Regions from separate parts of the Gossypium hirsutum genome. Here all the other regions are linked to region 1. The links are chromatin contacts, called in public Hi-C maps. All regions are on one chromosome and are shown on one strand. Each heading gives the region's core, a stretch centred on a gene start, on an enhancer-like site or on the middle of the called end of the contact. The rest is flanking DNA. Distances are from core to core; before and after follow the strand shown. Region 1 holds the start of LOC107922441 (proteasome subunit beta type-5). Region 2 holds the start of LOC107922345 (mannosyl-oligosaccharide glucosidase GCS1). Region 3 holds the start of LOC107922239.

What was found. A called contact is a pair of places that touch in the nucleus more often than the background predicts.
Region 2: a contact with region 1 is called in a Hi-C map of leaf, with 3 times the contacts expected there. The contact joins the promoter of LOC107922345 here to the promoter of LOC107922441 in region 1. A contact is called at or near these places in 15 of 34 Hi-C or Micro-C datasets (anther, callus, hypocotyl and 3 more).
Region 3: a contact with region 1 is called in a Hi-C map of leaf, with 1.9 times the contacts expected there. The contact joins the promoter of LOC107922239 here to the promoter of LOC107922441 in region 1. A contact is called at or near these places in 5 of 34 Hi-C or Micro-C datasets (hypocotyl, leaf and petal).

The regions. Positions count from the first base shown.
Region 1 is chrD01:53,757,458-53,760,471 of Gossypium_hirsutum_v2.1, forward strand. It overlaps LOC107922441 (proteasome subunit beta type-5), which reads right to left and starts at 1,416. Exons shown (of 8, transcript XM_016852482.2): 1 at 1,168-1,416; 2 at 862-992; 3 at 633-762; 4 at 302-408. The coding sequence starts at 975.
Region 2 is chrD01:53,538,880-53,541,893 of Gossypium_hirsutum_v2.1, forward strand. It overlaps LOC107922345 (mannosyl-oligosaccharide glucosidase GCS1), which reads right to left and starts at 1,479. Exons shown (of 22, transcript XM_041087422.1): 1 at 986-1,479; 2 at 751-824; 3 at 333-584. The coding sequence starts at 1,288.
Region 3 is chrD01:53,889,280-53,892,293 of Gossypium_hirsutum_v2.1, forward strand. It overlaps LOC107922239, which reads left to right and starts at 1,531. Exons shown (of 1, transcript XM_016852160.2): 1 at 1,531-2,345. The coding sequence starts at 1,700. The coding sequence ends at 2,092. LOC107922238 reads left to right here. Exons shown (of 11, transcript XM_016852159.2): 9 at 36-127; 10 at 208-302; 11 at 638-2,236. The coding sequence ends at 284.

The sequences.
Region 1 (3,014 bases), core at 166-2,665:
TTAGAAAAAGCAGGACATCTGTAGTTCGATTATAGAGCCAATTCAAAAAGTATATATCTGAAACCTTTGAGATCTCACTTTCTACATTGTATAACCCCATGGTTTATCATCAATGAAAACTGCAAGAGAATGCCAAAATGACCAATAGACTTTTTTTTCTCTACATTTCCTTGCATAGGACCCAATATGCAAAAATATACAGTATATATAACATACAATAACAATCCAACACAAAAAGAGGAGGAAAAAGTTTCCTGATGCTAATATCCCACTGACAAGAGGGCCACATTTGTCCCATTACCTTGATGCCTAAATTTCTGTGCCAAAACTGGCAGTCAGCAGCTCCTCCAGCCATTGTTCCAAGCATGTAAGGATTGATTTCAATAATTTTCTTCACTGATTGTGAAGCTGCCAAATTTTAGGATAGGAAAAGGAATACTAATCAACAATCACGATTCAATTTCTACCCCAACACAACAAAAAAGAAGAAACAAAAGATTGAAAAATTATAGATGTTTTTTTTATGACAAGGTTTAATCTACAATTACCACTAATAGACTATTTCCTAACCAACAAATTTCTGAAAAATAAAAACTAAGGCAAAATACACACAAAAAGTAAGAGAAACATACAGATATAGCCTCCCATGCTAGCTCTAGAATCAGCGGCAACCATGACCCCTTCCTTAAAGATGAAAGCTAGCGTGGTGGTACCCTTAGCAGGTTTTACCATCTGGATAGCTTCTTTTTGAAACCCATCAAACTGCAATACACCGATCACACATAAAATAAGCCCCAAACATCTCCCTTTACACGGGAAACTAATAATGTTGTACCAAATTAGCAGAAATTTTTAACTCACATCAGTAGTGTTTGGGAGATCGAACGACGGAGCAGCCGAAAACCCGTCAACAAGTTCACTGGGAGCACCCCAGACAGGAGCAGCCGATTCTAGTCCGCTGGTGTCAAGCTTCATGATTGGTTCTTTAATTTCTACAAAAGCGCAAGACTGAATCAGAAAATTTGATGCATTTGATGATAATTTCTCCCCCCCCCCCAACCCCCAAAAAAATCAAATTAAAGAACAATACCCTAAGTGAAGAAAATAAATGCTTTCAAAATATTAAAACCGCAAAAGCGAAAACAAAACTGAGGTTGAGAAGAGAACCTTTCCGATGATCCAGACAATAAAAAAAAAAAGGTGAAGTGAGAATGAGATGCAGCAAAGCAAAGCAAACTGAAATATAAGGAGGAAAAAGGGTTGATTTCTACTTTTTCTTCCTCAGTTTTCTTGTGCTACGGGAAACTGGGAAAATCTGCTTGTTTGGGTTGTCTCAGATTGGCCCAAGCTTTGATCCAAAACGGAGATGGGAGTATCGACTTTGTAAACCACACAATTATCCCAGTCCACAGAATCTCTTACAGTTAACAAGATCTATGGGCCAAAGAGCTAGTTTTATGAAATGGGTTGAGCCTTGTTTTTGATAACTTCCAATGCCCATTAAAGATTTCACAAAGATTTGTAACCCTCTAGGTTACAACTTTAACGGGGTAATTGCCCACACTTTAAATCACTAATCATATCAATCTTTTAATTTTAACAATAAATATCAAATTTATATATTTAACTTTAGTTCAATGTGTAATTTTGATACATAAATTTTTATTTTGTGCAATTATGCATATGAAACTTGATTTGCGGTTCATATGTATACATAAAACTTTGATTTTGATTCAATTGTACACATTTAAAGAAATGATTACATACATTTATTTTCATGTCAAATTAATATAATTATTTTGTATACAATATATCAACGTAAAATGGTGTTAATTCATTAATATTTTAATATTTTATAAAAACCTCTCAGTTTGCTATTATGTTCCAATATATTGTCTCAATTGATGTTTCAATAGATATCGAAACTTGGTAGATTAACAAGCGGATTAAAAAATAGTATAGCAAAACAATAAAGTGACACGCAATATTTGTTAACGCAATTTGAATAACAATCTTACTCAATAGAGCTAGATTTTAGTAAACAATGGATCTGGAATCGTAAAAGCTAAAGCTCAATCTACCATTATACAGTGAGGTAATTACAGCCCAACAAAGAACCTCAATTTACAATCACTCAACCCAAACAATCTCACTTACAAAGAAGGTTTACTCTCCAAAAAATGTCTAAAAACAAAGAACGCAATTAACGGTAAGCATTCGATCAAATTGAGTAAACAAATTTCAACTCCATATAAGTTATGGGTTTAGTCATTATACTTTAAATTGATAAGTTTTGTAACACCCTCTACCCAACCCGAATCATTGATTTTGGATATCGAATATTACGACATACAAACACTTAGCATAAATGTTTAAACAATCTGCATATGATCTTTTTTCAACATATCTCTTTTTGTATTATTAAATATTTTCTGAATAAAAGAAATAAAGAAGACATCCAAGAATACAACAGACTTTTAAAATAATGTAAGACATTACAACATAAAAGTTCATTAAAGACAGACTAATCTTGGCATACTATGCTATACGCCTTACTCCTAAGATATCCTCTGAATGCATAATAACCCAATTCACCGTTTCCTAGTTGGCACATTCCTGGCTTGTTCCCTCTTGGCGTACTTACTCTCGTAGCAATACCTGAAACAAGAACAAACACTTTGTAAGTTCACGCGAACTTAGTGAGTGAGTTGTTAGCACAAAATACCTTGGAACCTTTCTAGTTGAATTCCTCATCTTGTAAATTATGGGTCACATCTCTATCTTTGGCAAATACTTTCATAATATCTGATATATACCTATACGCCAACTACCATACTTAACGTACCAACTCTCACTTCACTTCTTGACTAACTCTAAATCTTATCAAACTATACATATCTTATTCTTTCATAGTACAACAAAGGTATCTCTTAGAAGTATATAAATACAAAACCTACCATTGACGAAATCCCCTTCAACTAAACATAGAATACTTTTCTCCAGAATGGATACTC
Region 2 (3,014 bases), core at 229-2,728, 220 kb before region 1:
CACTACTGCATAATGAATTTAAAACTCATTCTCCAAGGGGCAGGCTAGCTATATAGGAAAATATAATACCTCAATACATTAATTGACCCAAAGAATTCTACACCTAAAATTGAAACATGCATGGCACTAAAAATGTTAAGCCACAGACTTTCATAAAATTGAAATATGCATTAATTGTTCATTTACAAATGTATTCTTCAGTTATTCAATCTTTTTTCTCGGACTGTCATAAAATCAACTTCAATATTTTCCTCTGACCTATCTTCAAGAAAGCACCAGGTTAAACATATGCAATCAACAACACAAGTAAAATAACAGATCAAGCAACATACCCTTGATTTTGTACGTTAATTCGAACTGCCCAGTCTCCTCCATAGCCACTGTCATCCTCCTTATATTTCAAGAAACTTGTTGCTAGAGTCATATCCTGATCAACCAGAACTTGATGTCCAAAATCCCGTCCATTATGACTTGTCCAACCATATGTGCTCAGATCATCGGAATCTTGGCAAATGTGTCGAATAAAATACCTCCGATCCTTTACACCGAGCCACATTAATCCAGCAACTAGTGACAGAGGAGTCCTGCCAGATACAGTTTGCTAATTAACAACCTCCAATTACAATCACTTTTTAGCCAAAAAAGAATTACCATGCTATTATTCACATGAACTTTATCTCCTCGGTTCAAAATTATAAAGCTAAAGGGAAAAACATATCAAGTTCTAGGAATGTAAAAATATGATATTACCTTGCACGAATCCCAAAATAAACATGAGGACGATAAGTTCCCCAGTATAAGCTCTCCTTATGCTCGCCTTGAAACTGTCACAAATCGAGTGCTCCATTACCAAATAAGTACATATACGTATAAAAAAAATCTATACTCCAATATACTTACATTTATATTCGCGATTTAAAAACTTCTTTTAAAAAAATTTGAAGGAAAAAAGTGAGAAAGGGATAGAAATTCACATTTGGAGTACCTGAGGTAAGTCCATGATTCTGGGAGCTGGAAATGGAGTGACGACTCTAGGTCTACGAGCTTCTTCAGCTATGCTAATGAGATGATTGACTAAAAAGAATATAATTAAGGCGGCGACTATGCCGAAACCTAGAATGATTTTAAGATCAGCGTTGAGGATTCGAAGTGCGGTGCCGTGATCTTTGGTTTTAACTCTGCGGAGTTTGGAGATTGGTTTAGCTTTATTGAAAGCATCATCGTCTTCGTTGACATCGGAGGAGGGTTTGGTTCTGCTTCGAGCGCTCCTTCGACCATCTCCGGTCATTCTCAGATTGGGGTCGGAGAGTTTTTGAGATTAGGGAAATAGGCGTTTTTCTTGCACTGATCGATGGAGGAATGGAGCAACGCAGTGTGTGCGCCAAAAATGGCGGGCAGCTTAGGATTCGGCCCAGCCCATCACGGCTCCCGTCGCCTGTGACGACGACTAACGAGTAATGATTCCGTATCATAGATCACATGTTGGCACGTCACACGATCCAATAACATACGATTTAATTTTTTGAGTAAATTATCCCGGTTTCCCCTCAACTTTGGTTGAAATTACGTTTTTGTTACTGAATTTTCAAAACTTTTAAAATTGCTACTTACATTTCGGGTTTGAACAAAACGATCACCCAACCGTTATCATCTATTACACCATGTTTGGTTGGGTCTATTGGCATAGCCAATACACACCTAATCGGTGGGCCCCACTTAATCTCCCTTCAATCTGTTGTTTGGTTGGTTGTATTGCCATTACGTCCCAAATTTGTTCCTTACCTAATACACCCGGTCCCGTAATAGGTATTCCTCCCATTCAGCACCGATTAGAGAATCCTTACCCATTTCTTGTTTTCGTTTCCTTTTTCTGCCCTCATAGATTTCTGCTTCTTCTTCCATCGGCATTTTAGTTCATCCCCCCGCTCAGCTAAATTACTTCTTCTTCCCTGTTGCTTCATTCATATCCTAAATAGAAAATATTGGGAAAAGAATCCCATAAAATTTTAGGTTGTGATTGATCGCCATCGTCATGGATTCGTAAGCTTTTTTTTTTCATTTTTATTTATATGTTCAATTAATTTTCTGATGTGCGCTTTCAGTCGGCACTCTTCAATTTCCATTCATTCTTAACGGTAGTGCTATTGGGAATCTGCACCTGCACTTACTTGAAGATGCAATTTCTAGCTATCCTTGAACAGAGAACTGGGTATATCCTCTCGCTCTCTTTCTAATTTTCTTCTATTTGTTTTATTCGTTTATTGTTGAATAGTTCTCATTACTATATTTGTAGTTGATTTAAGCTTGTATTTTCATTTCAATCAGAACTGATTTTGGCAATTGAATGCTAGATTGTGTGCCTTGGCATAATTGTTTAATGTCTGCAAGTCATGCAGTTAGTTTTGTAGTGCTTTTGTAGTTATTTTAGCTTTGTAATTTGGAATAACTGTTTTTGAGCTGAAAACTTTTGAGATGGGGGATGTTGCGGCGATAAAAACTTGTGGTTTTGGAAATCTGGGTTTTCATTTTTTGGATTTACAAGAGGTTCTGTTGCATAAAAAGAGATAAATTACATTGTAGTTGTTTACTCATTGAAGTTAATTTCCTAAATTGTGTGCTGAAATTTGGAATCAGTGAAATATTTATTGGTTTGTACTGATTTTAAGCTCAAAATTTGGTTATAAAGTAAAGCAAAAAAGGAGAAAAACAACGAGTTTGGTTGCTACTTTTCTTTCTTTTTAACTTTATTTTATTAGAGGAGAATTTTGTGATATGTAGTCTCTTTGTAAATACCCCAAGATTAAGTTGTGTTATTTGATTAATTTTAATGGAGAGTTGAGCCTTCTCTTTATTAGTGTTGGAAAATAAAACTTTTTGTGAGCATGCTAAAACAGTTTTTAAATTTAACCTTTCAATTAATAGATTAAAAGACATTATAGTTTCGCATTTCAACCATAATATGTTCACTAGTTTAAGTATCTTTTTTGAAATATTGGCTTCAGGTCTCATCATTT
Region 3 (3,014 bases), core at 281-2,780, 130 kb after region 1:
AACCAATTTCCCCTATATTTTCAATAAATTTGCAGGGAGATAGATGAAGCTCTAAAACCAGGTGTTTATGCATTAATAGATGCTTGCTCAGCTAATGATCTTCAATATCTTCATACAGTATTTGGAGGTAAGCCATCTTGATTTACCCTTATCTTAAAAGCACGACTGTCTTAAAACTTTTTCATTCATCTATGCATAATTTTGCAGAGGGTCCTTGTAGAAACACTTTGGCCAGTTTGCAACGTGATTACAAACTGAATTTCCAGTACGAGGGGAAAGTCTGATCTCAGCCATTTACTGTGGTAGGTTATATTGGCAAGTCATCAATTTTGTCCACTTTTAACTCATCTTAGTTACAAGGAAACGAACTTTTTAGAGAGCATCATGTTGTTGTACAGTTTTCGCGAAAACTGATAAGCTTGGTGATCCCATTTGGGTTCTTAATATAAGGGATAAAGTCCAGACATTTGGTCCGAGAAAGGCCAACTTATCCATATAAGATTAGTCGGATTGGGTAGAACCAAGAGGAATAATTCATGTCTTTTGTCATATTGGATTTCAAATGCTTTAGAGCTTACCAGATGATTGTAGAAATTGGTGTATTGTGGGTTTCTCTAGTTTATTATTTTATTTTTAGGAGGGAAATTAAGGAGCATGGATGATGGATCGTCTCTGACGTTTCCGAGGCAGCTAGCTTGGGGAAGGTCGGTTGTTTCGTTCATGAGCTTGTATAAATACTAAAATTTCATTTTTATATTTATTTTTCACCGTCGTCATGGGCATGTTAGGAACTCATCCCTTGGGTGGGTCTGCCGACATGTGGCCCATATTTGGTAAAAAAACACCTTTATGGTCCCTGAATAAATTGGTCTCTAAAAAAATCAAAATAATTTAATCATTATCAATTTCAAAAGTAAGTAAAAAAGGACAATCACAACATTAATACTTGGTCTTGATTTAATAAATTTAGCTTACAGTATTTACTTAAAATATATAAACATTGAGAGTTAAGTTATTATACCAATTAAAAGTAGTTATAATTGACAAGGGAAGGTTATTAGTTGTCCTTAATTATTTAATTTCAAAATGTATAGGGATTATGTCAGAAGAGGTGGTTTTACCCCATATTTCTAACATGACTATAGTTAAGAGTAATTGAAAAATGGAAGTGTTGGATTCTTATTTCTTATTATTCATGAATAAGATTGAGATTGATGCCCTAGTTCCAACTTAAAAAACATTGTCCGTTAGCTCCATCTAAAAGCTTTTAGTGATCACTATATTATTCTGAGATTCCTTCACGCCTATCTATTTGCTCATATGGAGATCATAATAAGATGTTTATAATCCCCAACGAAAGCTAATTGCTAATTTTTAGAGGAGGATCAACCATAAAACACATTCCGAGGTGCTTGTGTTGTGAAGTGTAGCATTGAGCATCCCCCCCGGCCACTCCCCTTCTCTTCGTTCAATGTTAGTACCATCTATCTTAGTATATTATACATCATTCTTGTAATGCAAACCATCCCCAGACCAGACAAGCCAGCTACATATTCCAAGAATTAACCTTTTTCTTCCGTATGCTTACAACTGCAGTCAGACTGATTATTTCACTAGGAACCAAATCAACAAATGTTTTTACTATAAATAGAGTCTTTAATTCACATACTAGAAAATGCCCTAAACCTATACCTCTTTTATGGCCCATCATATTAGAAGTAGAGGTGACTCCATCTTGGATTCATTCTCTTTAACTCCTCTGCCTTATCCTGTTCTGCTAATCCTTTCTCTCACATCTGTATTTCTCGGAATATCAAGTTACCTTAACTACGAATCGGCTGTGGAATCTGCCGACCAGCAAATGAGTTGGGTACTTTTCGCCACACCAGTCGTGTTAATACTCTTGGCACGATGGCTCTCCTCTATGGAAGTCTCTGGTATGCTGTTTGGGTTATCACCCTGGGAACGTATCCGCCGGACTCACCATCACCCTTCTGAAGGTACCTCACCCTGGGCGGTGGCTGCTTTCATTGTGTTGCTGTTAGTCCTGTTGCAGTACCAGTCCATTTTTCGTGAGAGCTGGCTGGTATGATCTTTATATATGTGTGTGTGTGGTACTATAGTTTGAAAAAACTGTGTTGGGATTTCTCTTCTTTAACAGGGTTTTGCCTTGTTAGATCCAACACAATATGTATGCCAGCAACAGTTCTAAATAATACTGCAAAATTTAGGAAAACAAGTTTCTGTAAGACTTGGAATGGATTTTGCTTCATATAGATGTAGTTTTCCATGGTTAAAACTTAAAAAGTAGTTAACAAAATATTAATACAGTAGAATTCTTCTCATCATTTATATGTTTGTCTGCACAGAGATGGTTTCTCCCAAAAATTCGGTGACAGCTCCATCTATGATGGGGACTAGTTCAAATTGGTTCTCTTGTACTATTATACTAATGATTTAGTCTATTTACTAGTAAAAAGAAACAAATAAGACCATTTTAAAAATAAAAATAAAAAGTTATTTATCATTTAACAGAATTAATAATATTTTTAAATTTTGCAAATGAAATGTTTTGTTCAATTTAGTTGAACTGCAAACTAAAATTTAATGTACGGATTGGCGCTCATAAAAGTAACCTTGAAGCTTATGTTGTTTGGGTTCATAGGAAAAAGAAAAATCCTGAAATGAGTTGAGTGTTAGTTTTGTCGTAATTGATCAAGGTTTAGGTACTATTGCGTGTACTATCTTCTCCCAAGCAAACCAAATCCTGCATCCTGGGCTTGAATGAAAGGCAAGGAAACCTTTTTACTAATGAAGTTGTGGAATTGAAATCGCTTACGACTTGTTAATGTGCCTAAAGACAAGTTACCTGTTAACTTATGAATCAAGCAGTGGTAATCATCAGTCAAGTTGATCAAACTAACAATGATGATAAAAACATAGGGCCAGGCAAAAGCACTGTTAAGTTTTGTTTTCTTCCAAGTTTAAGGACAAAAACACACTTTATCACCTGT